Regions from separate parts of the Mus musculus genome. Here all the other regions are linked to region 1. Evidence: chromatin contacts called from public HiChIP or PLAC-seq and Micro-C data. All regions are on one chromosome and are shown on one strand. The core of a region is the stretch at or near the end of the contact, and the rest is flanking DNA. Distances in the headings are between cores, read along the strand shown.

Region 1 (7,371 bases), core at 1,810-4,309:
ATATTAGCACAGTTGTCAACCACTCACTGGTTGAAGAGAGTGACACATGAGGAGAGAAGCAAGGTCTAAAATCTACACATCTTCCCAGAGTGCAGCCATCATAGAGGGGTATCCTCAGAAGACATTAAAGCGCTTCACATCAAACAGTATTTCAGTAGACTGATGAGACAGGTTGTTTTCAAGCATATAAACCATATAGGATTTACAAATTGTATCACATAAGCAGACTTTTCAATGCATGTGATCATATTCAAATATCAAGTGGTATTAGCAGATATTTGCTTGTTTTCTGTTTTATGCACCTTGAGTGTTTTATATAAACCTGAAAATGGTCATTTCTTTCCTTCTGATAGTCCCACTTTTGTGTTACTTTTTTGTGCGTATTAGACTGCTGGTATTCACTGCTCACCGTCACTATGTCAACCACTGCTCCAGAAGATGAAATAAAGGACTGTAATGGAATGCTGCTGGCTACCTGCTTTGGGCTCCTACAAAGCAGAGGCTGTAATGTATTGGTGTTTATATGACCAATAGCTACACCATGACTTCTAACAGTGCCTTACTAACTAAATGTTTCTGGTGTGCATAGTGTCTCCTGCAGAGGACATCCCCCATCCCCAGTTTCCTTTGATCGAATTAGTTCAACATCTAAAAACAGGGATTAAAATTTGGAGCCAGTTAGCCCTGACACGTCTAGGGTTTCCTCTAGAAACACAACATTGGAGATTCCCTTCCTTCCCAGAGGTTGATGAAGCCATTATCTTGGATTTAAAAAAACAAAACCCTGGCCTAGGAGAATGCATACGAATCCCGACCCATAAGAGCAAGACAGCAGGTGAGCCAACAGAGTGAAGCCTTTACCACAATCAGCTATGGAGAGGCAAGTTCTGCCCACGCCAAGGTTCAGCCAGGCCTGCCTAACTGGACCACTCAGAAACCAGGAGATGCCATAGCCTGTGGCCACCAGGAGAAGCAAGGGGCTGCAGGGCCTACCTAGAGTGCCTGGCTCTCTGCAGCGCCACGCCTCGCGCCTCGAGCTTACCTTTCCGTATGAGGGCGGCGATCTCCGGGTCGAAGCCCTGCCGGTGGCACTTCCTCCAGAGGCCCATGTTGGTGGAGTTGTATTGACGGCTGCACTCGTCCGCGGGGCTCATAGCGAACAGCTGCCGGCGATTCCGGGCCCGGAGGAGTTTGCCCTCCCAGCGGTCCAGGCGCGAGCGGCTGGCGCGCAGAGGCAAGTTGTTGTTGTTGTTGTAAATGAAGCCGGGGTCGACCCGGCGGGTGTTGAAGGCCTTGCACCTGTCCCTGTGCTTCCTGGCGTCCGTCTCGTACCAATGGTCGGAGCAGATGGCCACAGCCAACATGCCGAGGGCGCAGAGCGCTAGCGAAAGCCCCGTATAGAGCAGTAACCTTCCGGCAGCCATGCCTCCGCTTGGCGGCTACACCATGGGCATGATCCGCCGCAGCCTCGCCTTCCCTCCGCGCGCCCGGAACAAAGCGGCGGGCGGCCGAGCTAGGGGTGGATACGGGAGGGGATCTGCGCCGCGGCGCCCCCCTCGGCCCCCACCTGCGGGTACGCGGCTGGGGGACTGCGGGAGTAGAGGCGGGCAGCCTAAAAAGTTCTGATCGGGAGAGGCTCCCGCAGGGTCCTGAGCATCCTCCGGGCAGGTGCAGCCTCCTCTCGCGGTGGTGAACTCAGCACGGCCACTTCCCACCGTTCAGGGGGCAACAGTCCTAACCCTCCGTCCGCCTCTGCACGCCGCCCAGCAATCACAAACTAAACACCAAGTGCTCTCGACCACGGCGAGGCTTGCTGGGTTTCTCTGTGCAGCTTGCTGACCGGAGTGACAGTCCTGGCTTCCTGGGAATGAATGATAGGGAGGGAGATCTGAGGACGCGACACTTCGCCGAAGGACGGATCGCGCTCACGGCCGGTTGCCCGGAGTAGGGAGTGCAGCCTGGATCTCTTTCTCTGGGACTCTCCTCCCCTTTTCGGTCTGCAGCCGAAGGCCGGGGACGCGTGCCCAGAACTGTTCTTTTCCAGGTTGGGTCTTTTCAAAGCCTGAGTCCTCTGATCACCACTAGGTCCTTGACTCCTGCCGACCCCACGGGTGCTCTCAGAAGCGAGCTGCCCGCAGACGCATGGTCTCTACCAGCCTTTGCCCGCGAGCTCCCGGATGGCCTGCCTCTGGCCTCCCCATTAAGACAGCTCCGCTTTTGGACAGCGGGGACACTCGGGCGGCGTTACGCGACTGTTCAGGGCCCGGGGTTTGCAGAGACTGGGCGGCAGCTGACGGGCGTTAGGGACGGACTGCACAGAGGAGGGCGCACCCGGAGCGCTCGGAGCTCCTTCAACACCATGGACAGGTCGCTCAGGGGTGGCGAGCTGCCCGCCCAGCCGCCAGCCTCCCCGGTGTCATGCGGCTCTCTCCAGCGCCTTCTTCTTCCTGGAGTGTGTGCACCCGGCCCTCTCCAATATCCCTTCTGCTCCACTTCACCTGGCCTTCCGCAGCCCCGCGTGCGAGATGCCCAGGTGCTGAGAAAATGCTGCGAGCACGAAGAAAACCCGGAGCCCGGCTGCTCGAAGCAACCCGCCCCCTTCGCCACCTGAGCCCAAGCACTCCAGCACCGCTTGCTCTAACCAGCTGGGGTCAGCCGCTCTCAGATTGCACCATTTTCTTCTCAGCCCACCCGGGTGCCGAGACTAGGGATCCCTCGGCCTCGTGTGGAATATCCCGTCCCGGCCTCAGCGTCCCGCGATCCGGCTCCCCGCACTGGGGTGAATGGGGCGGGGGATAGAGGGGTGGGGGAGCCTGGGCGCCTCGGCTTCACCTCCCTACCTCCTCGAGCTGCAGAGGCTTCCGGGCCTCTCAGGCTCAGGCGACGCCCGAGAGGAGCGAGAGCCCAAGCTGCACCCCAGGGGCTCCAGAAATCGCATTGCCCGGGTGTGGGCGCCCGAGAAAGCCGCTGTCACTCGCTCGGCCTCCAGGCGCTGCAGCCTTGGCTAAAACCCACAGCCGAGAACACGGAGCGCGCAGCCAAAAGCTAGTGATGTCATCCGTGCAACGTGAGCCTCATCTCTTATTTTTCTAGCCTTCTTAAAGTTAAACCACACCATTTTCCAGGCACGAAATGTCTGAGCCTTGTTCTTTGGCCAGGCAAGTCAATGGTGTCTAGGTAGGTATGGGCTCCACCACATCCATATTAATGCACATATACATATATGTAGCATGTTTACGTGTATTATTATAAATTTAGTGTTGGTGCCTACGTCTCCCGTTTCTCTTTTGACCGTGGAAAAGTCCCTTAAATTCGCCACAGTTCTTTAAAGAAGAAAATGCTTAGAGAACGGTCTTTAACCGGCTCTGGGAGAACCCCTGCACCTCGGTTTCCGCCTCTAGTGTCTCCTATTCGTTTGATCTTTGTTTTTCCCCAGAAAGCTATAAGCACTACCTTGCTAGCTACTGGCGTTTCTACCTGGAACTGAGCAGAGAGCAGCCGTGAGCCAGCGGCCGACACCCCAACACATACACACACACACACACACACACACACACACACACACACACACACCTGTCCTTACTCTTCGGCAAGAAAAGGGGACAACTAACTGATCCGTTCAAGACCAGAAGAGAGCCGCTGTGGGGTGAGAGGGCAGTTGATTTTGGAGGAGAGGAAGTTATAGGCAACCTCGGTATAGGGTTTGTCGTGATTTCCCTATGACCGCTGGATTTAGCCTCCGCAGGGCCTCTTTGAGGTGGGACCGAGACTCCAGACCTTGAAGAGGTGGGCCCCAGCTAGAGGATCCATCCCCACCCTACCCCGCCCCCTGCTTCTCTCACGTGAAGCAGAGCCGCAAAGCTGGGAGCCTCCCATCCAGCTTCACATACTAGGGGTTTCATTCTAAAGCTCACCCTTCGGTTTTCACCCTCTCTCCAAAGTCGGGGTTCCCCACTGAGGGATAAAGAGCTGCCCTGGGGAAAAGAGAGTGCCCTAGGGACCCAGCTTTGCACAGCAGGACTTGTGAGTCGAAAGGAACGCACCTCCACCATATTCTTTTTGTCTTTTTTTTTTTTTTTCCTCCCTGCATTTTGAAAATCGCGAACAAGGCGTTTCAGTGCCATCTAGTGGGGGAGGGGCGTGCCTTGTTTTTCAGTCTTGAATTCTATAAGGGGATTTACTTCGTGAAGAGAAGTCATTAGGATTACCTACTTGGTTCTTAGATGATGCTCGGCTGGTCTAGAAGTTACAGGCACCTGCTAGTCCACATCATCCTCAGAGGTCCCTGGGATGCCCTGATAAAGCTGAGCGACTTTGGCCAGGGTGTCTTCTCCTTATCTTTTTCTCAATTCTATTTGTGTCCTTGAAAATAGGGATACATTTGGCATACATGCAAACACTACTAAAGCTATTTCTACCCCTAAAGCTAAGTGGGAGTGCTTTTCACCTAGTAGGGTACCTGCATATGACAATAGAAGGGAAACTGAACTGACAAGGTCAGTGGGAAGTCAAAGCAAGATTATCTCTACAGCTTGGGTCTCTTGGTTCCCTCTCGGGTCTTTAAGCCAGCTCAAGGATCACTGGCAGTGCCCAGGCAGAAAAGCACGCATGCTCCTCTTTCAGCACCCCTCCCCCACAACCCACCCACAATCCACTCTTGCTCCCCTCTTGGTCAACTCTTTAACTTTTTCCACGGCCTTTGGCCTACTTTCAAAGATTTGCCTGCTATCCTGTGGCCCTCAGTGCTGTCCTAGGCCCAGCTTAGGAAGGGAGCCAATGTGGGGTACTGCCCTCCTCTTTCCTGGATATCACTAATATACCATTTTGAAGTTGTTGTCCTTGGTGAAAACCCAAAAATCCTACAAAAGATGTTTGTTGGTTGGTACCCTCCTTTTAAGTGTGATTGTTTTGAGCCACCATATATCATATTGGAGATGATACTGATGCTTAGGGCTAAGAAGCTGATCACCTAGACAGCATTGCTTCTTGTGTTGATGTTGCTGTTGTCGTCCTAGTTGTTATCTTTGTGTGTGTGCTTGACTGGGAGCCAAACTGTTGTGCAGTCTAGGAAGGTATTCCACCTCCCCTGTCTTCATGTTCCATTGTGGTGGAAGAGACACCATGACCTAGGCAACTCTTAATAAGAGAAAGTGATTTGGGACATGCTTAACAGTTTCATGGGTTTAGTCCATTATCACAATAGAGCTCTGCATTCGGAACCATAGGCAGCAGGAAGACAGAGCCATTGGACTGGCTTGGGCTTTTGAAACCTCAAAACCAGCCCCTAGTGACACACTTCCATGAACTCCTACAAAGCCACACCTCCTAATCTCTCTCAAGTAGTGCCACTCCCTAATGACTAAGCATTCAAATATGTGAATCTATGGGTCCATTCTTATTCAATCCACCACATCCAAGTCACACACACACACACACACACACACACACACACACACACACACATCTTTTTTTCAAGTTTATTTTTTGAGACAATCTGTCATTAAATTGCATGGGCTGGCCTGGAACTTACAGTCCTCCTGCCATAACCTAACAGGTGGTGGGATTACAGGTGTGGGCTACCACACCCAACTATGATCTACTCTTTTTAAGTGCAGGATCTAGCCTCAAATTTCTCTTCCCTGTTAGCTACAGCATCACTCTTTTGTGTGTTTCTTCCTGCTCATAATAATACTGCCCTGAAGTCAGAATTGACTCCAGAGTCAAACATAAAATGATGTGTGATTCTTGAGAAAGTATCCCAGAAAGTGAATGACCAGCGTCTGCTCACACACCTGACATGATGGAAAAGGCAAATCTCGGCGCGAGCAGCCTGCTCCATGACTGGATGGTTACAGTTCTTCTTTATACTGAACCCTACCCTAGATCCCTATGTTCCAGACATTGGCTCTTACTCTTTTTTTGCCTTCGGGAGACCCAGGGGTGGTATCTAACCCATCTCTCACATAGACATCCTTCTCATAGTTGATATCAGCCATCACGAAGCCACTTGATCTCCATAGAGATGGAGCTCACACAGTACCCATTTACCCATTCTTTCCCTGGGCTGCAGCAACGGCCAGGTACACCTATTAAGGAAATCTGGCATTCTGTCATGGTTTTTCATGAGCAATGTCAAATTCTACTGCACCCCCACTTCTCCTCAGAGGAGCCCACAAGTCAACTTCCTCTCATGCCTTATGCTCTTACAAACTGATCATCAGTTTGCAATATTCACAATTTTTAAATTAAGAAGTCTATCTACTCAGACACACCTTTGATTGAAGCAATCTTCGTATTCTGCCAGCTTTCTCTATGTAATCAACAGAGGCTGAGATATCGTCAGATGTATCTTCATTTCCTGGAACACAGCCCACCCAGAGCAGACAGGCGCCCTCTTATACTTGTTTCACACCTGTTCTGACTAGTTTTTATGTCAACTTGACACAATCAAGGGTAACTTGGGAGGAGAGAATCTTAAGACAATGTCTCCATAGGATTGGTCTGTAGGAAAGGCTGTGGGACATTTTCTTGATTGATGTGGGAGAGCCGAACACATTACATTGTGAGTGGTACTACCCCTGGGCAGGTGATTCTGAGTGCTGTAAGAAAGAAGGATGAGCAAGCTAGAAACGATCATTCCACCACGGCCTCAGCTTCAGTTCCTGCCAGGAATCCACCCACCCACCCCGCACCCCCAGGCATGGGATGTGACCTGGGAGCTGTAAGATGAAATAAAACCTTTCCTCCCCAAGTTGCTTTTGGTCACAATGTTTATCACAGCAATAGAAAGATAACTCAGACAACTCCTTCCACGCTGGCTTCAGCTGCCATATTTATTCTACCCACATACCTAGTTCCATCTGCAAATTCTCTCTTTCATGTTGTCAGTTGGAAGCAAAACAAAAGTTGGTAAATATGTATCAGTATTCATCCATGGAAAGACAGTGTGTGTGTGTGTGTGTGTGTGTGTGTGTGTGTGTCCATCTCTGGCTGTCCTGGAACTCTCTCTCTAAACCAGATTGCTCTCAAACTCCTAAAGATCCACTGCCTCTGCCCTCCATGTGGGGGAGTTAAAGGTATACTTCTGTTTTCATAATTAGCTTTGTACAATTTGGACACTATGTGTAACCCCAAAATGATTTTTCACTTTGTCCCTTCCAAATCAGTTTGCCAAGGCTGAGGAATGTGCATATCATGCTTGGACAGGCACTCATCCTCAGGAAGACTTCTCTCTAAGTCTCAGCTCATCACAGAGGCATCCTGGTTTGTATCACTTCCTTCTTTTCCTCTTCCTTGGGGTCATGACAGGAACATAGACATGTATTTCTCATCCAAGTCCTCTCTTAGCTCTGTTTTTTTTTTTTTATTTTC
Region 2 (7,371 bases), core at 1,454-3,953, 200 kb before region 1:
GAAGATGTAAATACACAATGTAAGTTTTGGCCCTGCCTGGGATAGACTAAGGAACCCCTAGATAGGAAATTTTATAGCATCAGTTTAACATAATTGAAACCATTTCAAGTTTGTTCACCCCCTTAACCTCAAGTGAGCCTGTCTTCTCAGATCACAGAGATGTGGGGCTTCCCAAGTTTTGCCTCCAGAAACACAGTGATCTCTGAGACAGAGGCAGACCTGAAGGCCTGTGTAATTGTTTTATTTCACTGGATCCTTTTGTATGACCCAACCAATGCTAATGTCCCAACCCCAACCTCACCCCAAGTAGAAGCAGTAGGACTCAGCAAGAAGATCCGAAAGCAAACCGGCCTCATGGCATCTAAAGGTGAAATATAGGTAACCCAGGAAGAATATTGGTTCACTATTAATGTGAACATACAGACACTCATCAGTGACTCTCCAGGCATCTACTGGCTCCCCGCCCCCACACACCTGTTTTTCTGCCAGAGGATAGGAAATTTCCAGATTCCAGTCTTTCCTTTGCTCCCAGATGAAAGATGCTTGAGGGGTGATTCCTTATGGTCTGGTTTGTTGGGCAATGTGACAGGAAAAAGATCTTTGTGAGAATTAGAATAAACCAATGATAAGAAGGAGTCATGTTGTAGAAGGTGACATAGTAGGTCAAGAGACGAGGAAGAAATTCAGTACCTTTGCAGCTCTATTCAATATACTCAATTCTGGATTGTCGCAATAATAGCAGAACTCCATGTTCCATATACTATTTAGGTAAATTCTAATACAGATGAAGAAAGCTCATTTGCACCCCAAAGGGGACAGGATCTGTATGGTACTTGTATACCAACTAGGAGAGGGATAATATAGTTGTTCGTAACCTAAGCAAGTGATATCTCTTTTAAATGTGTATCTTAGATTAAAAAGATCAGTCCTAAAAGTGGAAATAAAAGTAATATGCAGGGATTTGATATTTAAAAACATATCCCCAAGATAAACAAATGGGACTGTGGAACCCCAAGGGAGGGGGGTCTACATTTAAGAAAAGACAGATGGAGGCAAGAAACTGGTGAGCTGTCAAATACTTGCTGCCCCACATTGGGCTGAACAAAACTGCTTTTCTTAATTATTATGAGCAGACAGCTAATTATTATTAGCACCTTCCCCCTTAAAACGAATTTGCTGACCCTAAACCTCCCATCAGTGGAAGGTGGAATTCTTGCATCATCTCTACCATTCTTCAAACAAGGTTCTTGTCACTGTCCTCATACCTGGGAGAAGGGTGGAAGAATAAAAGTGTTCTTGCCTCTGTGATTACACCCATTTTGGGGCAGGAATCATGAACCATAGTTGTCAGTTCTCTCCCTCATTCTAGATAGAGAGTGGTACATTTCCCTCAACACAGAAAGGAAGTCAGCATGATTACTCAACAGAGAGGTTTCAAAGGAGCCTTGCAGTGACTGTGTGTTCTCACCCTGGGCAGGTCTGCCCACTTCTACCAACAGGGATGCAAATCTTGGTTTAACCTATTTAAAAATAACAGACAATGGGCACTGTCTGCTCATTCCAAAGGCTTCTCATAAGAAAGGAAGTCTGCTATATGGTGATGTCAGAAGGCCTCGGGAGCAATACAAAGATTTCCCAGAGAGTCTTCTGAAATAGGAGAGAGGACCAGTCACTTTGCTTAAGTCAATCAAGCGCACAACACTCCTACCACTGTAGGAAGTAAATAACACTTTCCCAATATAGGAAGCAAAAAGTTCTCAGAATCAGCTATAGCAGGGGTATGCAGGCTCCTGCTATCTCCTGGAGGCCTAAGTCTATTACATGGAGAACATCAAATAGATACTTGCCTTGTCCTGCTGACAATTTTATCTCTCAAAAAGGTAAAGAAAGCAATTAGGGAAACTGCTATTCTTGACACAATTCTGACATTAAAGAAGAGCCAGCTGGCAGTGTGTAAGGGGTAGGTAGGAATCTCTCAAGTGAGTAACCATTTTGTCTTGGAACAAAGTATAACCACTTGAGAATGAGCAGTGTATATAGGTGGTTATCGTTCACAACCATCAGCTAGGAACTGACCCCAGTGAAGGCTCCAATCTTCCAAGGGATGACCGTCTACCTAGATAATATATACTATCCAATGGCAGCTTACCAGTAACAAAGAAAAGGCAGAAGGGCAGTAACAAAGGAAAGGCAGAAGGGGCTAGTGGGGGAATGCTACAGAAATCTGACTGAGCTGATTGGATGGATGGATGGTGTGTGTGTGTGTGTGTGTGTGTGTGTGTGTGAGAGAGAGAGAGAGAGAGAGAGAGAGAGAGAGAGAGAGAGAGAGAGAGGGAGGGAGGGAGGGAGGGAGGGAGGGAGGGAGGGAGAGAGAGAGAGAGAGAGAGAGAGAGAGAGAGAGAGAGAGAGAGAGAGAATGGGGTTGTTGACATTCAAGATAGTGGCTCAAGATTCAAGTTGGAAAAGTCTACCTGGAAAGCTCTTGTGAGGACAGACAGTAAACATGACATTTGTCAGTGGTTAGTTAGCCCCGCCCCTCTTCTCAGAACCACCACAGCCACATTTGTTCTAAGAGCCACTACATCTTACCCTGCCACAGCTGTTCAAGCTGAACCAAACAGCTTTCCCTTTCTACTAGAAATCTGAAACCTGGATCCTGTACCGCTCAGCTGCTAGATGGGTGTAGCAAATCCTGAGCTCTGAGGGACCATCTGCTCTGAAAAACAGAAAGAGGCCAAAGACATCTGCAGGAAGGCAGGAAGGGAACAGGGTAGAAGGGAGCCTTTAGGAATGAAGGGACCAGACAGCTTCCTGCATTCTTCCTTCCTACTCCTCACCCTCTGAAGGGCAGGCTGCTCTCCCTGCGTTGGGCTGTTATAACAGCCCCGAACCACAATGCATCATCCTTACTTTTGTTTTAAATTGTTTTTATTTACTCTTAAAAGTTTCATAAACAATGAAATACTCCCCATTTTTCCCTTTAACATCCCTCATTTTCTAACATACACCCTTTTTAAATCCACGACTTTTTTTTTTTAATAACCCACAAAGTCTGGTTAGTGATGTTCATAAACGAATAGGTGTTGGGCCATTCATAGGATCGTGAAAAATCTGACCTGTGGCCATATTATCCAAAAGGAATGATTCTTCTTGCCCTAGCAGTTCTGAACTGCCAATGGCAACAGTAAGGGGTGGGGCCTGGAGATCCTCTACCCTACCTACACTAGAATTTTGGCTGGCTTGATCTCGATCTTGTGCAGTTAACTGCAGCAGCTGTAAGTTCATTGGGTGCTCTTACATTTGCTGTCTTCTCTTCTGTGATATTACCTGAGCTTTGTTGAGGAAGACGTGATCTCTGGGTATCCCACTGCTACAACAGTGGCGTGACTATTATGGAGTAACTAACAGTTTTCTCATTAAATCTGAGGTCTGTTCCAAGGCAGGAAATTGTAATGCTGGTACTGCGATCCTGGGATTAGCGGCTGGGGAGGTCACACACTTAGAGCAAAATCTGTTAGTGTTATTTTGCTCGTGCTGTCAAATTGCCTTTAAAATGTTTATGTTTGTATGCATTGATCCAGTCTGCTCTCAGCGATTGTCAGGAAGTTTCTTTTCACAATAGGCAGCAGTCAACAGAAAATGCCTAATTGGTCAAAGTGCAGAAAATGTGAGACTGACGAAGTACATTCTCTTCTTAATACAGGAAAAGTCACCTGGTAGTGTGGTTTGGATGTTAACTGTTCCCTATAGGCTCGGGTGTTTGAATACTTTGTTTCCAGATAGTGGCATTGTTTTGGAAGGATTTGGGACTTCTAGAGGGTGGAGCCTCTCTGGAGGGGGTCACTGAGGATAGTCCTTGAGGTTTATAGCCTTGGAAGGCCCCGGCCACTTCCTGTCTGTTCTGTGCTTCTGATTGCCGAGGCAGCAGAACCAACTACCCTCTTGCTTTTGCAGCTATGCCTGTGCCACTATGATGGATGGAATCCCTTCAAACTACAAGCTAAATAACTATGGCACCTGCATAATCTCCTAGCACAATGGAGTAGGGGGGAGGGTGTCTGAGATCCAGGCCCTCTGACTCAACACTTCTTGCCATTAAAGCCATTGTAATTCTCCGCAGTGCCATCACCCCATGGGTCCTTATTTACAAAGCTGGGAGGGGGACCAAGGCTGTTAGTGGGGTGGGACAAGCATCTGTTGGTCTGATGGATGGACGAGGTGGAGTAGAGAAATTGAGTGGACATCCAGATCAGTTCTAGGGGAAGATTAGGCAATTGAGTAAGCACCAAGGAAAGGAAAGAGTAGCACCAGACAGCACAGAGAGGGGTGCCCCCTTATGTGGAGCCTAATGGGAAACAGCTCTTTGGAAGAACCAGACTAGAACTCCCAGCTCCAAAGGCAACAGAAGAAGTAGGTAGGGAACAAATGACAGAAAAACAGGACAGCAAGGGATGTGTGCAGCCAGGGATGTGTGCAGCCTAGAGTGTGTGCAGCCAGGGGTGTGTGCAGCCAGGGGTGTGTGCAGCCAGGGGTGTGTGCAGCCAGGGGTGTGTGCAGCCAGGGGTGTGTGCAAATGTGAAAAGATGAAGACAAATGTAACAGGCTTTGGGGGCAGGGTAAGAAAAAGAGGATTCTTTCTAGCTCTTAGTTCTTTAATTTAAAATCTCTTTGGGGGCAGTGGGGACTGGAGAGATGGCTCAGTGATTAAGAGTACTGACCACTCTTCCAGAGGTCCTGAGTTCAATTCCCAGTACCTACATGGAAGACCACAATCATCTATAATGGGATCCAATGCTCTCTTCTTGTGTGTCTGAAGACAGTAACAGTGTACTCATATAAATTAATTAATTAATTAAAATTTAAAAATCTCTTTTTTCTTTTCTTTACAGACAAACTACTTATCTGTGTAAGAACTGGGTAAGGCGTCAGCAATCAAAACTAAAGCTGCAACAAAGAATAAAGACAGTGTTGGGTCCAAAGTGGGCACCTAGGCTTAGAAAAATAAGCAAAAACCTTTACTGGTGAGAAGCAGAAACAGAATGTCATGTCTACAAGTAAATATTTGCACAAGAAAGAAGATGAAAGGTACCATTTCAGCAGAATGATCAGATATAATCTTAGAGAAGGGAAAGGGGAGACATCTAAAGGAGGCCACACAGGCACCCCAACAGCTGACTCAGAACAAGAGCGTGGACCAGACAGCTGGGAGTACAGGGAGGGCCCCCAAGCCCAAAGGCACACCGTCTTCCATCAGGAGGCTGGGCAATCTGTCAGAAGGGCAGATGGGCCACAGGCTCAAAAACTGCCAATATGTGAAAGGACTTTTGAGATAGGTCTGAGGGAGAAACAAACAAGAAAAGATGAATCCGCTGCTCGGGAAGATCATTTCCCGCTCAGAGACTGCGATAAGTAGGCAAGATTCTGAATCTGTTTGCCTTTCCATAGGAAAACGATCTTGAGAGGCTTTAAGGTAAACACCATGAAGAAGTAAGTGGAGCACAAGAGCGTGCAAAGATAATAATGGAACAGCTGGATTCCTTAAATGATCCAACTATTCAGGCTTCCCTGACAGGCAGCCAAGGCACAGGGAAGTGATTCACAGGTGTGTTGGGGCCAGACATTTGCAAAGGGGTATCAGTGCACAGAGGAGGTGTGACTCTTGTTCAGGTCAGGCGGGGAAGGAAGAGGACATCCCCCAAAAGCCTCAAATGGCTCCTCACTGTGCAATCGAAGACTGAACCAGTGGCTCGTGAGGTTTAGAAGAGAACACATTGGCTACGCACTGTGTTCCATCGCCTCGTTTCAGTATTTCAGGACAGAGACGGGTAGACTGCTAGCTATCCATCTGCATCCTGCTGCATTTCAGAAAGGACTGAAGGTTGATGAAAAGAATACCAAAAGCTCATCAAGGTAGTGCAAACTACAAATGACTGAGAGCACAAGGGAGAAGGGGAGATGAAGAGGCATCAAAAGGGAAGCAAAGAGGCAGACATTAAAATGTGCAGCACAGACTTTCTATTCACTTACGCATGTGGACTCGACTCATGTGTTAATGTGAACTAATTTAGCTGTAAGTGCCCAGGCAACAACAAAGGAGAAACCTGACCAAGTATTCATCTTACTTAGAAAAGGAAGGAGAGCAAATGTAGAGGGTAGGGGATCGAACATGGAGAGAGAGGAAGGGGGGAGAATGGGATAGAAAGAAATAATGAGCAATAATTCTTCCTGAGGTTAGACCCCAAAGAAAGTTCAGAAGATCCTCAGAAAAAAAGGACAGTGATAATTGTAATAAGCAAACATTTCAAGGACTCTCTCTACAGTCCGGTGTCTTCGAGTATCCCTCAGCCTCTCTACCTGTGATCATTTGTAATTTAGATTTAAGTAAATTTCATTAAAAATCCCATCACTTTCAAAGCGCTCTCAGCCTCCAGAGTTGGCCTGATTATTTGCACCAATGTGCAATGCAGATCAATCATAGGGCAAACCCAGTAGTACTATAGACCACAGAGGACTCTGACTCCTTGCTGAATGGCTGCTTAGGGTTGCACATCTTCTGTACTGGTCTACCCAAAGCATGCTTTGGCTCCCATGGCCAAAGCATGGGAGACTGGAGGTCCTCCCATGGGCATCAAATATCAGAGGATTCTCTCAGAGGTTGGGCAGTGTCATTTTGGACAGCCAGTGGGTCATGGGACACTATCTTCCCCCATCTGACAGTGATGATGGGGCAGATCACTCCTGTCACATCCAAGAATGTCTAAAGGTAGCTCCTGTTATTAGGCTATCACTAAGGAGGGAGGCTTTACACTATTCTAATTGCAATTGATACAATATACTAGGATAAGATCAGACCATGTGGAAGAGTTCTTGCTGAACACCTACATGACAGGGGTTTATCCAAGCCATTTCACCTTCAGAAGGCATCCTCTGTAAAACAAAGGGGCTGAATACTCAGATGATAACTAAGCAGCCCTTCTAACCTTGGAGTTTAGGCACATAAGATGAAAAAATGTTTTTCAATGTATTTTATAATTATAAAATGTAATGTAGATAATATCGGTTATCTAAATTTTATTACATAAACTATCTGCCTTACAGAAATCCAATTTCTACATAAGTCCTACAGAAGATATTGATTACAATCTACAGACTAAAGACCAAAATGGGGTGGTTCTAAGTGCATTATGGTAATGTGGGCTGACTCTTAGCATGGAAAAAGGAAATCAGCGTTAAAAGTATATGGGTTTTTTTTTTTTCAGGTTTCATATGCACTAGTCAGTCTGGCAGAATTGAACATCTATCTAATTGCACAATTAAAGGAGTAATATAACTATACACAGGGACTCACTCAGAAGGTAAATGGTATGGGGC
Region 3 (7,371 bases), core at 2,761-5,260, 150 kb before region 1:
AGGACAGGTATTGTGCATTATTCATATTTTAGGCCCAACAATTCTTATCATGGTCTTAAAATATAACTACATGCAGCTGGCCAGACACCCTTTAGGAGTGTAGTAAAAGTGGAGGTTACTACCCCTTGTCTAGGTCGGGACGTATCCAACTTTAGCTAGGACGTGGCATCTTCAAAACTTGCTAAAATACAAATTAGTAAGTCTGCTTAAGATTTTGTGTTGCATTTTAAAAACATTTTTACTCAGGTGTTAGTGGGGGGTGGGGCATGATACAAAAATGGAGATCAGAGGATGGCTTGTGGGGATTGGCTCTTTCCTTCTATCATGTGGGTCCTAGGGACTGAACTCAGGTTGTCAACCTTAGCAGAAAGCATCATCCCACCAGCCCTGGGTAGGGCTTTTACTTACTTCTTGGAGTAAGGCGTCATTGTCTTTAGTGATGTAGTCACTTGTGAGTTACCTGTGTTATGCTCCAGTGACTGTCTCAGCCCCGTGCTTGTGTGGAGAGGGACTTGCTGGAAGAAGGAGGGGTTGGTGGGGATAAAAGGATGGGTAGGGTAGCAAGGGTAACCAGAATGAATTGTACAGTGTATAAGAGTGTTGAGGGATAAAGTGATTGATGAAAAATAAGTAGACAAACATTAAATAAATTTTGACTCAATTATTTGAACTGGCAGATCACAAATCTGGAATTTTCACAAGTCTCCTGTGGCTACTGTATGCCTGATACAAGACATTGGGTTTGAAGGTTGCATAAGACATGCCCCTTTCTTAAGGTAGAAAAGCAAAGCCAAAGATAACCATGATGTAAACAGAAAGTATGCTTATAGCATATACACAAGTGGTCCCCTTAGCTCACCGAGAGAAAGAATGATGGGAGACTGGGATCTCATCTCAAATGGATAGACTCCTCCAGGATCACATCTGAATCAATATGTTCTCCTTCCATCATCTGCTCCAATTACAGAAGAATTTTCCAACTCAAGGAACAGACATCATCTGGAGCCCTCTGGCTGTTATGGAGAGCAGCTCTTAATGGCACCCAGTCAGTGACCTCAGACCTCCCCTGCTGAGCTATGATGCTTTCATTACTAGTCCTATGCTTAGGGTTGGTGGGCCCCAACAGGCCTCGTAGCAGGGAGACAGACTCCTAATGAGTCATGAGCCTGCCTGCTGCTGCAGGCAGGGGTCTCCATAGCTGGAGACCCATGAACACCACACAGCAAGAGAAGAAAGAAAGAAAGAAAGAAAGAAAGAAAGAAAGAAAGAAAGAAAGAAAGAAAGAAAGAAAGAAAGAAAGAGAGAGAAAGAAAAAGAAAGAGAGAAAGAGAGAAAGAGAGAAAGAGAGAAAGAAAGAAAGAAAGAAAGAAAGAAAGAAAGAAAGAAAGAGAGAGAGAGAGAGAGAGAGAGAGAAAGAAAGAAAGAGAGAGAAAGAAAGAGAGAGAGGAGGAGGAGGAGGAAGGAGGAGAAAGGAGGAGGAGGAGGAGGAGGAGGAGGAGAAAGGAGGAGGAGGAGGAGGAGGAGAAAGGAGGAGGAGGAGGAGGAGGAGGAGGAGGGAGAAAGAAAAACTTAACCTAGAGAAAGAAGCAAGGAAGCTTGTGCCAATCAGTGCTTAATTTACACCAACACTGCTATTTTATCTTTTTGTTCCTCTTCTGTGTATACAATGTGTGTAAATGAAGGTGTGTGTGTGTGATGCAACACATGTGTAGAGGAAAGAAGGCAACCTTGGATGTTGATCCTCAGGGCATGCACACACACGTGAACACTGAGGGGGCGGGGCACATACTCACACACAAAGAGTTAAGGTGTATGGATGAAGCACCTGCTAGCCAGCCACAAAAGAATTGTCTGGAATTAGAGCCATGACTCTCTGCAAGTCCCACCAGGTATCAGTGGCTCTCCACCATGCAAGGAAGTATTTTAAAGAGACCTTTCACCATCTTAGGGTCAGATCTTGCTTCCATCCCTAAATAAGAATGTTACAGAGGAGATACCATGTCAAATATTTAACAAATTATATACAGAAATGGCTGGCACTGAGTGTGGAATTATTTTACTAAGCAAGTGTTTATTTTTATGAGGCATCTGCAATTTTTCTTAAGGTTACATTCTAAATAACTCCAATCATTGATTACATTAATGGATTACCTCTGGAGAATGAATCTAATTACATTTTTTGCACGAATTGCAAAATGTAGATTAATTTCAAAGTTCCTTCGTGGTCCTGTTGTTCCTTCCATGGGCTCAGTAATGGGGCCCCAGGTAAGCAGATCTAAATGATAACAAAGCAGCTTAAAATACTTAACTGTGAGTGACTTACTCAGAGACGCTGACAAGAAACGCAAATGTAATGTCTCGAAGTCAACTCTTGTCATAAGCATAAGAATGAAACTTTCAAAACTGAGTAACTGCTTCATCAATTGAAAAAGCATTGATCTAGAGGTGGAAAGGGGATTTACAGATAAACCAGGTAAGATTACAAATTGACTCAACCTCTCTAAAAAGCAGTTTGGCATTATCTATGAAGAATCAAAAAATTGGGGCTGGAGGGATGTCTTGGTGGTTAAGAGCACTTGTAACTCTTGCAGAAGACCCAGGTTTCATTCCCAGAAACCACATGGTGGCTGTCTGCCATCTATAACTCTAGTTCCAGGGCATCCATCATGCCCTTTTCTGACCTCTGTAGACATAGAGCATACACATGGTGCACATATACATACAGGAAAAACTCTCATGTGCATAAAATAAATCTAAAAAAATTTTAATGAACCTAACGTGAGTTTCTGTATTTTGACCCAACTGTACTTGTTCTCAGCATTTATTCTAAACAAATTATCAGAAACATAACCATTTATTCATGAAAATTATCACTATAACATTATAGTTATGCAGAAGTTTATAGGAAACTATAAACTTTATAAGTTACATTTAACTTTATAGGAAAGGCTAAATAAGTTATGTGTATCCATATGGTAGAATATTGTGAAGCCATTAAAATTATGTTTATGAAAAGCCTTAATAACAAGGGGATATTTATCAATCAGATAATTTTTCTTATAATTATAAATAATATATGGGATATAAAATCATATATGAAATGTTTGTGCTACAGGAAGAAATGCAAAGAATCTACTTCATAGCAGTTATTTATTTATTGATAGTGACAAGTTGGGTGACTCTTTTTCCTCTTTTATATTTTTCCATCAATTTTTTCATAATAATCATGTCTTAATTGGTAATTGTGATAAGCGAGATGATGAAGGAAGAAAGTGATAATATAAGAGATGCAGAGATGTGATGATAATAAGGAGGATGGAGAGGCTCTTCCCCCTACTCAGTGGACCTGTGGCTGGGTTACGTCTGTAGGGACGGACTGGACAGAGAAATGCAGAAGATTCAGATGATGGTTAAATGCTTGCAGTCCAGAGTGGCATTTAAAGATGACATCTGTCTCAAATGTCCTCCTTCTTTCCAAAATTAACTGGATTTACTATTACATTTCAAGCTCCTTGACAGCTCTTCAATTAACTCAGCCTTAGTCTATAGGATTTCAAGTCTTATTCACTTTACACACACACACACACACACACACACATTATTGGACCCCCAATTTAAATCCTAGCCAGAAACTATATGTACTTTATATACTGACCCATAAGGGGGAAATGTTTCAAAAGAACTATAGCATCTTTCAAATTGCATTCACAAGTCCTTAAAGTGCAATCAAGTGTTCTCCTCCCCCCAACAAACAAACAATACCAATCGTAATCAATTAACTCATGCTTGGAGATTCTTTCTCAGGAGACTCCATCCCAGGGAAAGAGATGAATTAGATAGTCTTGGGAGGCTTCTGAAAAGGGTGCCCCATCTGTCCAACAGTTGCTTTTCACTCAGCAACCCATAAATATTTAATGATGAGGCCAACAATGACGACCAAGCTGATCAGTAATGAGTGTGGAAACAGTGCTCCATCCATGCACTTCCTGAAGGATGCCCAGGGTAGTGAGGGAAACCACACGTCCAGAGGGGACCTGGCTGCACCTCCCCCGCTTTCATCACAGCTGAAGGAGACTCATATTCCCAGAAGCCTGTGCAGGATATTAAGAAACAACTCTGGAGGTTCCCCTCAGCTGATATGGAAGATACCAGCCACTCCTTCGCCAGTCCTTTGCCATGCAATTTTTATAAGGCTTAACCTCAAGAAAGAAAAGGGGAGCCAGGACCATGTTTAATTATTCAGGGATCCAACCCAGGAAGAGAGCAGACAGCAGAACCCTCCCTCCTTCGGAGAGTAAGTGATCAGCACTCATTGACTTTCCCTCTCCTGACTCCTGGATAAGAATCACACTTTAAAAACAGAAGAGGGGCTCCTTGAATCTGAGTTCATAAACAACTAGTTTAAATGAAAAAATTTCACAAATAATCCTAATATTTTTCAGTTGACTAGAAAAGAAAAAAATAACAAGGGTTGGTCTTGGTGTATCTAATTTATATAAATAAAATATACATGGAAACTAATTTTTTGAGCTAATGGCTATGATAAGTGTGGATCTGCTTAACAACAGGATTTTTTTTAAAGGTCAGCCTTAAGATTTATAGACCAAAAATTACATGCTTCATACATTTCTTAGAAACGTGGGTTAGTCCATTTTCTGTAGCTATAATAGACTTCCTGATACTGAGTAATTTGTAAAGAAAAATGATTTACTTATCCTATGATTCTAGTCCAAGATCACAGTGCCAGTGAGGGTCTCATGCTACTTCAATTCATAGTCAAAGTGGTTGTGCAAAGGAGGCAAGAATCAAGGGTCATCCTTACTTTGGGACAACCCACATTTTTTTATTTGGGGGGTGGGGGTGGGGGGTGGAGATGGTGAGGTAGGATTTCACTATGTAGCCCAAGCTGACCTGGACCTTATGGTCCTCCTTCCTCAGCCTCCTAAGTCCGGGCATTACAAGTGTGAACCACCATACAAGCTAACAATTCACCCATGTGACAACTAATCTAGTCCCATAGGAAAAGCAAAGCCCTTCATTGTATCATAATCTGATCTCTCTCAACAGCCCCATCCTTCCAACATTAGCTGAATGTCAATCAAATATCAAAATATCAACCCGAGTTTTGGAAGGAACAATCCCTACCAAATGCCTGTTCAGTTTGAATGTAAGATTATTTCCCGATATGAAAAAGGAAGTATCAGCTCAACAAAAATATCTAATTAGTTCCTGTACTTCAAGAACAACTTGTGTTCTAGAAGTTTCTAGTATTCCTTGCCTATAGGCATTACTGATACATACGACTCTCAGACATAAGAATCAGGAGCTGCACATCTACAGGGAAGTTACAAAACAGGCACAGGAGCTTGTGTGCACCTTGCCCATGAGTCTCAGAACCTCAGTTCTCCCCACATTACTTATATGTACATTAGTACACCCATTTCTTTAGCAGGAGGCCTTGCCCCCTTATAAAATGAGTCTCACATATCACTGCTATGTGGAAACATTATCTGAGACTTAGGATACCACTGATGGCTTCTCACAGAGTCTAGGTTCTGCCTCCTCCATCCACATTCATACTCCTCAATGAGTTCTTTAATCTCAAGTGCCAAACAGATAGAGCAGGTGCCTCATGGTAGTTGGTATTTCTATGACACAGTGCAAACGAAAGACTTAACAGAGTCCCTGGAACATCTGTACTAAGCGATCATTATTACCACACAAGACAGAAAGCTCCGTACATGCAGCTGTTGTGGTTTCTTCCATCCAAAGTCTACAAGAGTTGTTGGTGAATGGTAGAGACACAGTACATCCTACTTGAATAAGTGACTGGTGTATATGGGTGAAGCCGAAACTTCTAGTTCTTTGGAAAGTTGGTTGTGTCAAATAATGTTTTGCTGGGGCACACAGGTGAAGGGATGTCTTGCTAAAGCAAACACGTGAAAGAATGTTTTCCTGAAGCAGACACAGGTGAAAGGATATTTAGATATAGCAAACATGTTAAAGGAAGCTTGATGAAAGAGTATAAATATGACCCCACAGAGAGTGGGAGATGGGATCTGAGCCTTGGTTTCACTTGTTGCACCTCACTACTCTTTGCTAATGATACGCATATATTAGCTCAACTTACATAGTGTTGTTGAGCTCAACTTGCAATAACACTACCATTGAGAGAAACTCGCCCAAGAACTGCTTGTGAGGTTCCTGCCGTAGCCTGCTGCTTCTGTAGCCTCCATCCAGGCCAGTAGGCAAGCTTGGCGGTTTCTTTAGGATTGAACTACAGCTGCCTGGTGTCTGCTTGCTGAAAGGACGGGACTGTAACTGCTGGTTTGTGCCTTCTGCCTGCCTGCCTAGAGGACCGATCTGCAGCTGCTAAGAGTCATATTTGGTGTTTGCTATGGGACTGAACTGCTGACAAAGAACATTGAGCTTGCCTCAAAGAACTATTGCTGAACAGGTCCACTTCCCCCATATCCTAATAACTTTTCTCTTCCACTACCTCTTCTGGGTGGTGGGCTAGAGGAGAGGTTGAACCCTTATTAAAAGTGGGTTGCAAAAAATTTACGCCTACACTTGGGTCCATTTTAAATGTCACTGTTATGACTGGTTATTGTGTCTCCTCTAGATACAGTGATGGCATTTTGTCATCCTCTGGCACTGGCCTTCACCATCTTCACCCCATGTCCCTGTTCTTTCACCCTCTCAGAGATTCTAGGCTCACTGGCCACTCCCACTCCTACCTCTAATACTGCAGACACCGCACAACCTCAGTCATCACCAGCAAAGAAGGCTAGATCCATGCAGTCATTCCAAGAACCACCAAAGGTAGCTCCTTGGTACAAAGCTCTGACTGGGACTTGTAAACACTCAGGACCCCAAGTCCTTTAGCTCCATTTCACGAGGGAACAGAGTGGGTTTAGTGGTTTTCATTAAATCATACTGCCTTGGCTATGCTAAACAAGGAGCCAGATTTCAACACTTACCCATAAGTCAGACATCCCTACTCTGTCCAATGAGGAATTATTTCAACTTCCTAGAAAGGAAAAGCTTTCCTTTAGTTTCTAAGGGTAGGAACTAGGTTACCACTGGCTAGGAGGATAATAGTTGTCATGTGACTCTGACCAGGCTATGCTGGTGGGTGGGCTGGACGGTCCTACACTGACAGGGTGAGGGAGCAGCTGGCATGGAATTTGCCACTGGTATTACACTACTTCCACACTCATGGACAACTGGCTATAGGGACCTTTTCCTTCCCCTCTACCCATTCTTCTGAGAGGATGTGCCCCTGAGCTTGGAGGAGGCGGCATAACTTGTGTACAATTGCACTTCCTTGTTTCCATGGTAACCAGGCAGGCTCTGAAGTTCTGGGAG
Region 4 (7,371 bases), core at 2,611-5,110, 150 kb after region 1:
TCATTAAACTGGAACCAAGCTAAGTATCCATACACAATTGCACTACCTTCACGCACTCTCAGCTTCCTCAGTATGGCTGCTTCAGGGCAGTCAGACTTCGGGCCTCTACGACTGTCACATGCCTTCTGTTGCAGTAGCAAGTTGAAAACTGTTTGATTCTTTGTGGTCTAGATCCCAAGGGCACACAGTATCACATCTGTTGTGTTTTATTATATACAGGTAAGTCACTGAGTCTGGTTCAAGAGGGACTATGCATCCTACCTTCTGATGGAAGTTGGATCAAAGAATTTCCAGCCCTTTTTGTGTTTTCTTTCCGATTTTTATGACAGGGGTTTCTCTGCATAGCCCTGACTGTACTGGCTGTGGACAGTCAGGGGGGAATCTCTGAGATTAAAGGTTAGTGTACAAGCCCCCACCCCCAGCTTGCTTTTATTTATTTATTTTCTTTTTTAATGATGGGACTTTCAAATGGCCCCCCAAATACCGGATAGCTAAAATTTGAAGGCAACTATCCTACTTTGCTTTCTATTGTTGTGATAAACACCACAAACAAAAGCAACTTAGGGAGAAAAGGTTGATTTTAGTTTTTAGGTTATAGTCCATCGTGTATGAAGCTCGGGCAAGAACTCAAGCTGGAACCTGGAGGGGAAGACGGGATGACCACGAAGGAGTGCTGCTCAGGGCTCTGCTTCCCGCGCTTTGCTCAGCCTGGCTATTATTTACGAATTATGTATTATTGCAGAGGAAGAACAGCTTTTATTAGAGGAAGTAGACAAATATATGTAGCAGGTATAGAGAAAAATGTCTTACACAAAACTGATCCCAGGCTCGAGAAGCTGAAAATCCATGTCTTCTTCAGGTCTCAGGCTTTTCAAGTTTCGGAAAGGTCTTAGGGCTGGTCAGTTTGCAGAAAGACAGGGGCGGCTGATTGGCCCACATCTATTGTGTAAACCTGTCCAGATCTGGCCTTGAACTTGTTAAACCAGTCCATCCGCAGTGGGGCATGCTGGCAGGAGAAAGGCCCACAAGGCCTTTGTTTTAAGCTGTGATGCTTTTGTCTCAGGTCAGAAGGGCGAGGAGGAAGAAGCCAGCCATCTTGAAAGTTCAACATCTTTATTACTTAGTCATGGCCCTTCTCCCTATATGTCTGCCTACCAAGGACTCTGTCTAACTCCTAGTCCTTCATGCTGTCCTTTGAAAGGTCACCCTAACTGCTGTTAGGGGTTTGGGGGACAGGCTTCTCACTTGCTTTGAGCTGACCAAAGGGATGAGAATTGAGGGGCAACAGTCAAAGTGCCTCAGAGGAGGCCTGACCTAAGGGCTCAGGATAAAACTTAACCACTGGCAATGATCTAGAACCTAAAACAGCCTTTGGCAATACTGTATATTCTTTTTGTTTGTTTGTTTCTTGTTTTTGTTTTGTTTTGTCTTGTTTGAGACAGGGTTTCTCTGTATAGCCCTGGCTGTCCTGGAACTCAATCTGTAGGCCAGACCAACCTCTGATTTAGAGAGGTCACTTGGCTCTGCCTCCTGAGTGCTGGGGTTTAAAGGGATGTGCCACCAGTGCTCAGCTGGTAGTATGTATTCTTGAAGTGTCACATGAGAGATGTATCATCAGCAGTAGACATCTCTGCCCACGTACCAGAGGTAATGTCCAATGGAAGTGGGCTACATAGGCCAAATCTGAGTGACATGCAGATTCTATTTGTTAAAGTCACTAGACATCAGCATCTAAGTGACAACTTTGATGAGTTGGTGGTCCTGGACCAGAAATCCTGGACAAGGTCTCAAAAATGTTAACAATCGGGGTCTTTATTTACTTTTCTCTGCCAGTTAAAGAGTAAAAGGCAGGAAAGATCTTAAGCTTGTCTGGTAGCAGTGGAGAAATCTCAAACATAGCCAGCAGGAGCAGACAGGATCAGCAGTTGAAGAAAGGCCTTTACTGAGGGTGAGGAAACACACACACACATACAGCAGGAACACCATTAGTTAACAAAACTAACCAACACACAAGGAAAAAAAATTGAATGAGTGGAAACTAACAGAATCCATCTTAAATGGATGAGGCCAGCCATCCTGTGAAGAAATAATCACATAAGACGTGATCACTGTATAGACTGATGCTGATAAGGATGTTGTTTAAAATGGAACCATGGAAAATGTCTTAGAGGCAGGGCATGGGGGTACATGCCTTTGATCCCAGCACTCAGGAAGCAGAGGTAGTCAGATCTCTGGGAATCAAGTTCCAGGACAGCCAAGCGCTGTTACACAGAGAAACCCTGTCTCAAACAAAACAAAAGAGAAATGTCTTAGAAATTTTAATGTTGTAAAAAAAAATGTTATAATGATACATTCTTAGGGAATAATTTCCTAAAGTAAACCTGGACAGTTAGGGACTAAACAACAACAACAAACAACAACAATACCCCAAAACCCCAACAGTTGTGTTTCAGACAAAATCAAGGAGGAAGTGTCCCTTGCCTGGTTGTTGGCCCTATTTTAGTATGCTTAGACATTATGTATTTATGGTTTTTAAAAACTGCCTTAAACTAGCATAGCTTGATAATATAGTCTCTATCTGTGATCATCTCCTTCACTCGAATCTGTCAGATCATCTTCTGACTTAAATGTAGCTCTCAGGGGAATGTCCCTGCTTGGAAGAGAATGTACAATGTCATTGGCAAACACAGAATAGCTATTTGATTGGTGGCATTTTTTTTCAATACACAAGAACGTAATGCTTTGATTCACCAAGCAGCCACACGTGCACTGCTTACCTTGAAGCAAAGCATCAGTTGCCGGGCCTGTGCTGATCAGACCAAATAGGCAGACATCCTATTGTCAGAAGCTTTCTACCTTTCAACTCATCCTAAATGCAATAAAGAGGTTGGTGGCGACCATCCCCCTTTCCATTAATAGAAGTGCACACACAGACACACAGACAACTCAACTCAAGAGTTAAACTGGAAATTCCTGAATAGTGTTGGTAGCTTCTGTTTTTCACTCCTGTTTTCTCTTTTTCTTAACACACTTCCTCTCTCCATTATTTCCTTCTTTGGTTAAACGTACTTTAACCATGTAATTTACATAAAGAAATTGGGTTTAATTTCTGCAACTTGGGCTTCTCTGAGATGATTTAATTCTCTTCTCCCAATTCTTTTTTTCATATACAGTTTGAAGAGAATGCCTTGGATCAGTCAGGATCTACAAAATATTTTAAATTATTTTCTTTGGAATAAAAATTAGCTATGATGCATAAGATGTCTAAAATGGTCATGTGTTCTCCTCAGGTCCTAGTGCATGGAAGGAGCCAATTGATAGTAAATGACTGAAACTAGGCAATAAATACCCTGAAGACCAGCTTTAGATTTTCATTTATACTTCAACAGATCAAGTCCTTTAGGGACAGGATACAAACACCATACTGAGAATTTAGCTGCTCCAAGACAGTTCTATGAAATTTGGCTTGGCTGATGTTTCAACCTTGGCGTTTAAGGTCTTATTTTTATGACACCCAGAGCTTCTTTGTAACGGCAGTAATAAGTACTACAGACTTTCCGGCCTTCTTCCCTCTAGGATTTTAACTTCTTTAAAACACCACCCCCTGCTCTTCTAGTAAATCCCACATGACAGAACAGGCTGAGAAAAAATAGGAAGCCGGAGCCATGGAAACTGTGCGGGTAGAAACGTGTGAGCGCGAGGGTGGTTGGAGGAGAAGGAACACTCCCCTGGCGACAGCGGCGCGAGGGTGCTCCTCGGATGACGTCACGCACCCAGGTGACGTCACGACCGTGACATGCGGGTGACGCCGTTGCCGCGGCGACTCCTCGTCGTCTCCGCCCCCTCCCCCCCCCAAATCCCCTCAGGCTCGGCTGCGCCGGGGCCGCCGGCGGGTTCCAGAGGTGGCCTCCGCCCCGGCCGCTCCGCCCACGCCCCCCGCGCCTCCGCGCCCGCCTCCGCCCGCCCTGCGCCTCCCTTCCCCCTCCCCGCCCCGCGGCGGCCGCTCGGCCCGGCTCGCGCTTCGAAGATGGCGGCGCTGAGTGGCGGCGGTGGCAGCAGCAGCGGTGGCGGCGGCGGCGGTGGCGGCGGCGGTGGCGGTGGCGACGGCGGCGGCGGCGCCGAGCAGGGCCAGGCTCTGTTCAATGGCGACATGGAGCCGGAGGCCGGCGCTGGCGCCGCGGCCTCTTCGGCTGCGGACCCGGCCATTCCTGAAGAGGTGAGTGGCGGCGCCATCCCCCCCCAGTGCTCGCGCGTCAGGGGCTCGGCGGGCCAGTGTTTATGCGAGGGACCGAGGCAGCAGAAGGAGCCCCGGCAGTGCTTGGTAGCCGGCGGGGAGGTGGTTATCGGCCGAGTGTCCCCCTCTGTCTTGTAGCTCCTCGCTACGTAAACACACACGATGGCCCAGGGGGGTTCCCCGGCCCCCACCCAGATGGGATTGGGGCAGTGGGGGCAGAGCTGGAGCCTTTTCAGAGGGGGCGAAACTCTGGGTTGGAGAAGGTCACGCCTGGCTGAGGCTTCCAGCCCTGCATCCCTGAGATGTTTTCCTTTTTGCTAGCCGGCAGGGACGGCGTCGAGGATGGAGCTTAGTGGCCAGGGCAGTACCCCTTGGTCCCCTAGCCCTAGGAACCGCCGTGTGCGATTACTCCCTGATCCTGGGGATGACGGAGCGCATCTTTCCACTCTCCTCACTATCTTCCCTTTGCAGGCCCTTGTCCCCTTCCCACTTTGCTACTTGTTTGGGGGATTTTTCTTTTGACCGGTTTTTGCCCAGGGGATGATTTTTTTTTTTGGTGTAGTCTTTACTTTTTCAGCCCCAAATTTTACTGTTCCGAAGCTTTTCCCATCCTGGTCTCTGATCCCCGAATAATACTGTTTGTCAGTGCTCCCTTGCTGACCCGTAAACCTCTATCCTCATCCACCACCCCGCTCATTTCTCAACTGTACCTACTTGCTTCTAACCTTAGTTTCCACGGAAGAGCATTTTTGCTCTTCTCTTGCCCTAGTCCCCTTGAGTGCCTCTACTTCATTCCACTGCACCGTCACCTTGTAATCCGTTGTTATCTTCACAAATCCTTTTGGACACTTTGCAAGCTATTCACTCCCTGAACCCCAAAGCTGTCAAGATTCCATCAGGTTTCACTTGGCCCTTTGCTCCCTTGCACTGCTGGCAGTTTGGGTTAGTCTTTCAGTGCACATACACACCTCAGTTGATATCCTTCGTGGGTTTGTTTGTTTGTTTGTTTGTTTGCTTGCTTGCTTGCGTGCTAGCTTGTTTTTAGTGGGTTTAAGTGATCTGGCTCGCTCCCATTTTCGTCCCATCTTTCGTGTTTACCAGTCTTTAGTACTTGGCTTTTGGTAGTCCTTGTATCATTCAACTTATTACATTGTCAAATTACCTAATTTATTCTCTTTTCTCTGTATGTAAAACTTACTACATTTACCATTTGGGCACTGTATCGCATAAACAATACCATATCTTACAAACAATTGGCTAGAATACGGTATTTTACAAACAGTTGTCGAGAGTGACTTGTTTCTGTTGATTTTACTTGAAGATAAATTTTGTTTAAAGATAAACTTGCTACTTAAGTTTCCCAGTTCTCGTACTACCTCCTTATCTCTACAGTGTTCTTTTTCCTGCTTCATTATATTTACTTGGGATGTTCATCCTCCACTCTCCATCTATCGTTAGCAGTCTGTTTGCAATAATGTTTGTTTTCCATCTTTTGATACCATCTCTACCCAGAATGTGTTCAGTACCATCATTTGAGCCACCCTACATTTCTCACAGTTTTTTTTTTTTCTTATTTCTTAATTTGAAATAATTCCAACGTACCACTTGAATTCATGCTCAGGTCAGTTTCCATTTGCATTTATTTCCCTCGGCTTCTTCTCCAGTCTAAGGATAACACTCTTTCCCTCATCCCTTTCCTAGCTCCCTTATCCCTAGTTACCATCCATTCCGTCTTGTTTCCTGGCTTTTGGTACTTCACTTGCTGACACTTCCTCTTGTCTTCCCCACACCTCCACATTCCATCTTATTTATAAACAACTTTGTTCCGTTGACATGGAAATTTATTTTTAGGATACATTGTTTTTAATGGAGAAATGCTAGGGGTCACATCTGCCGTCTATTTTCTCCAGGAATCGGATATGCCTTTGTCTTACTAGGCACAGGTGTCTCTGGGTTTTACTATGCTGCACATGCTTGGTTGTCTTGAACTGTATAGATGTGTGAGGACCAGGATCCAAGTATGGGCAGGTTGATGGATGGAGTTAGACAAGGATAATTCTGGGATGTGACACTGACTTGAGAACTTTGCGTCAGGGTATTAGGACAGTTGGCATTTCTGTTTGGAAGATTTTGCTATTTACTTGGGAGAGCTAGAGCACTGGGGTGGGTCCCTTACCTTGGCCCCTCCTGTCTTCTTTCTGAAGTAGTGAGTATTAGGGTTGTTACTTTCTGTTTGACACTTTCTAGGCAATCCCCATGGACCACACTGCCTGAGGACCTCTAGGCTAGATGAAGTTAAATTAAATCACCAATAACTGAAGGCATGTTTGTATCTCCTGAAACTGTATTCTTTATTTAGTTAAAAGCAGATGTTTCCCATTGCCCCCTTCCCAGGGTTTAATGTTTGATGATGCTATAAAAAGAGAAAATATGACAAATATACATAACAAAATAAATTCTTCCGGAAAGTAGTATGGTGGAGCCCAGGCTTGTCAGAAACTCTGTGTGGCTGAGGCTGTAGTTAAAACTTCTGATCCTTCTGCCACTTCTTAAGGCTGGAATTACTAGCATGTGCCCTCTACCCAACAAGTTTAAAGTTAACATCAACTCAGAGGAAACTGAAGTATCCTGTGGTCTTTTAATTAATTGTCTTTTATTATGAACTTAAAGGAATATCTTTAGTTACTAAAGTAGATGGAAAGATGAAAATCTGTGAATGTGTTTAATGACATTTTATTATACATTTTTATCTTACCTGGGTTTAAAAAAGTTTGTCAAAGAGAAATTTCAGCTGTACCAAAAAGTAATTACAAAAGGAAAACATATCCATTATTGAAAAATTAGGGAAAAAGTACAAAAAGTGCCCATAATATATAATTGCTATAAATATTTGCATGTATTACAACTAGTGCTTGCACAATGCATTTTATATATAGACTTGTAACTTTTGAAACAATAGTACAGCAAAACTTATGTGTCCCTACATAAAGTATCATTTAACTGATAACTTTTTTGGACATTAGGTTATTATTATTTTTAGTTGCTGTTATCAAGCATCTTCGACATAGAATGTAGACATTTGTATGTAAAATTATGTTCGAGAATAAACAGATTTCATGGCCTATTTGTATTACTAT

What was found. Hi-C and Micro-C count contacts between places; a contact is called where the count stands out from the background. HiChIP or PLAC-seq counts read pairs in DNA pulled down with a chosen protein or histone mark.
Region 2: a contact with region 1 is called in an H3K4me3 HiChIP or PLAC-seq map of neural tube, with 5 times the contacts expected there. The contact joins the enhancer-like site here to the promoter of Tmem178b in region 1. A contact is called at or near these places in 1 of 39 promoter capture datasets (embryonic stem cells), 19 of 484 Hi-C or Micro-C datasets (astrocytes, cerebellar granule neurons, cerebellum and 11 more), 19 of 115 datasets of contacts at active chromatin or transcription factors (SST interneurons, VIP interneurons, astrocytes and 11 more) and 2 of 9 other capture datasets (embryonic stem cells and pancreatic islet).
Region 3: a contact with region 1 is called in an H3K4me3 HiChIP or PLAC-seq map of neural tube, with 5 times the contacts expected there. The contact joins the enhancer-like site here to the promoter of Tmem178b in region 1. A contact is called at or near these places in 7 of 484 Hi-C or Micro-C datasets (cerebral cortex, cortical neurons, embryonic stem cells and 3 more), 15 of 115 datasets of contacts at active chromatin or transcription factors (craniofacial prominence, differentiating embryonic stem cells, embryonic forebrain and 7 more) and 3 of 9 other capture datasets (embryonic stem cells, liver and pancreatic islet).
Region 4: a Micro-C map of embryonic stem cells shows a contact between it and region 1, with 3 times the contacts expected there. The contact joins the promoter of Braf here to the promoter of Tmem178b in region 1. A contact is called at or near these places in 6 of 484 Hi-C or Micro-C datasets (cerebral cortex, cortical neurons, embryonic stem cells and 1 more) and 1 of 9 other capture datasets (adipose tissue).

What each region holds. Positions count from the first base shown.
Region 1 is chr6:39,867,124-39,874,494 of GRCm38.p6, reverse strand. Tmem178b (transmembrane protein 178B) reads right to left here and starts at 3,059. Exons shown (of 4, transcript NM_001360978.1): 1 at 1,043-3,059. The coding sequence starts at 1,424.
Region 2 is chr6:40,066,518-40,073,888 of GRCm38.p6, reverse strand. All of the region lies in intron 2 of Tmem178b (transmembrane protein 178B), which reads right to left. Among named protein-coding and RNA genes, the nearest start is that of Tmem178b, 200 kb to the right of the region's middle. Within about 2 kb of position 2,703, at least 32 of the 459 cell types and tissues checked have an H3K27ac peak or open chromatin away from gene starts, as enhancers often do. A contact at or near this core is called in cerebellum, cerebral cortex, craniofacial prominence and 7 more, where this site is marked.
Region 3 is chr6:40,016,205-40,023,575 of GRCm38.p6, reverse strand. The region is part of intron 2 of Tmem178b (transmembrane protein 178B); the gene reads right to left. Among named protein-coding and RNA genes, the nearest start is that of Tmem178b, 150 kb to the right of the region's middle. Within about 2 kb of position 4,010, at least 6 of the 459 cell types and tissues checked have an H3K27ac peak or open chromatin away from gene starts, as enhancers often do. A contact at or near this core is called in neural tube, where this site is marked.
Region 4 is chr6:39,721,952-39,729,322 of GRCm38.p6, reverse strand. Braf (Braf transforming gene) reads left to right here and starts at 3,860. Exons shown (of 22, transcript NM_139294.5): 1 at 3,860-4,216. The coding sequence starts at 4,028.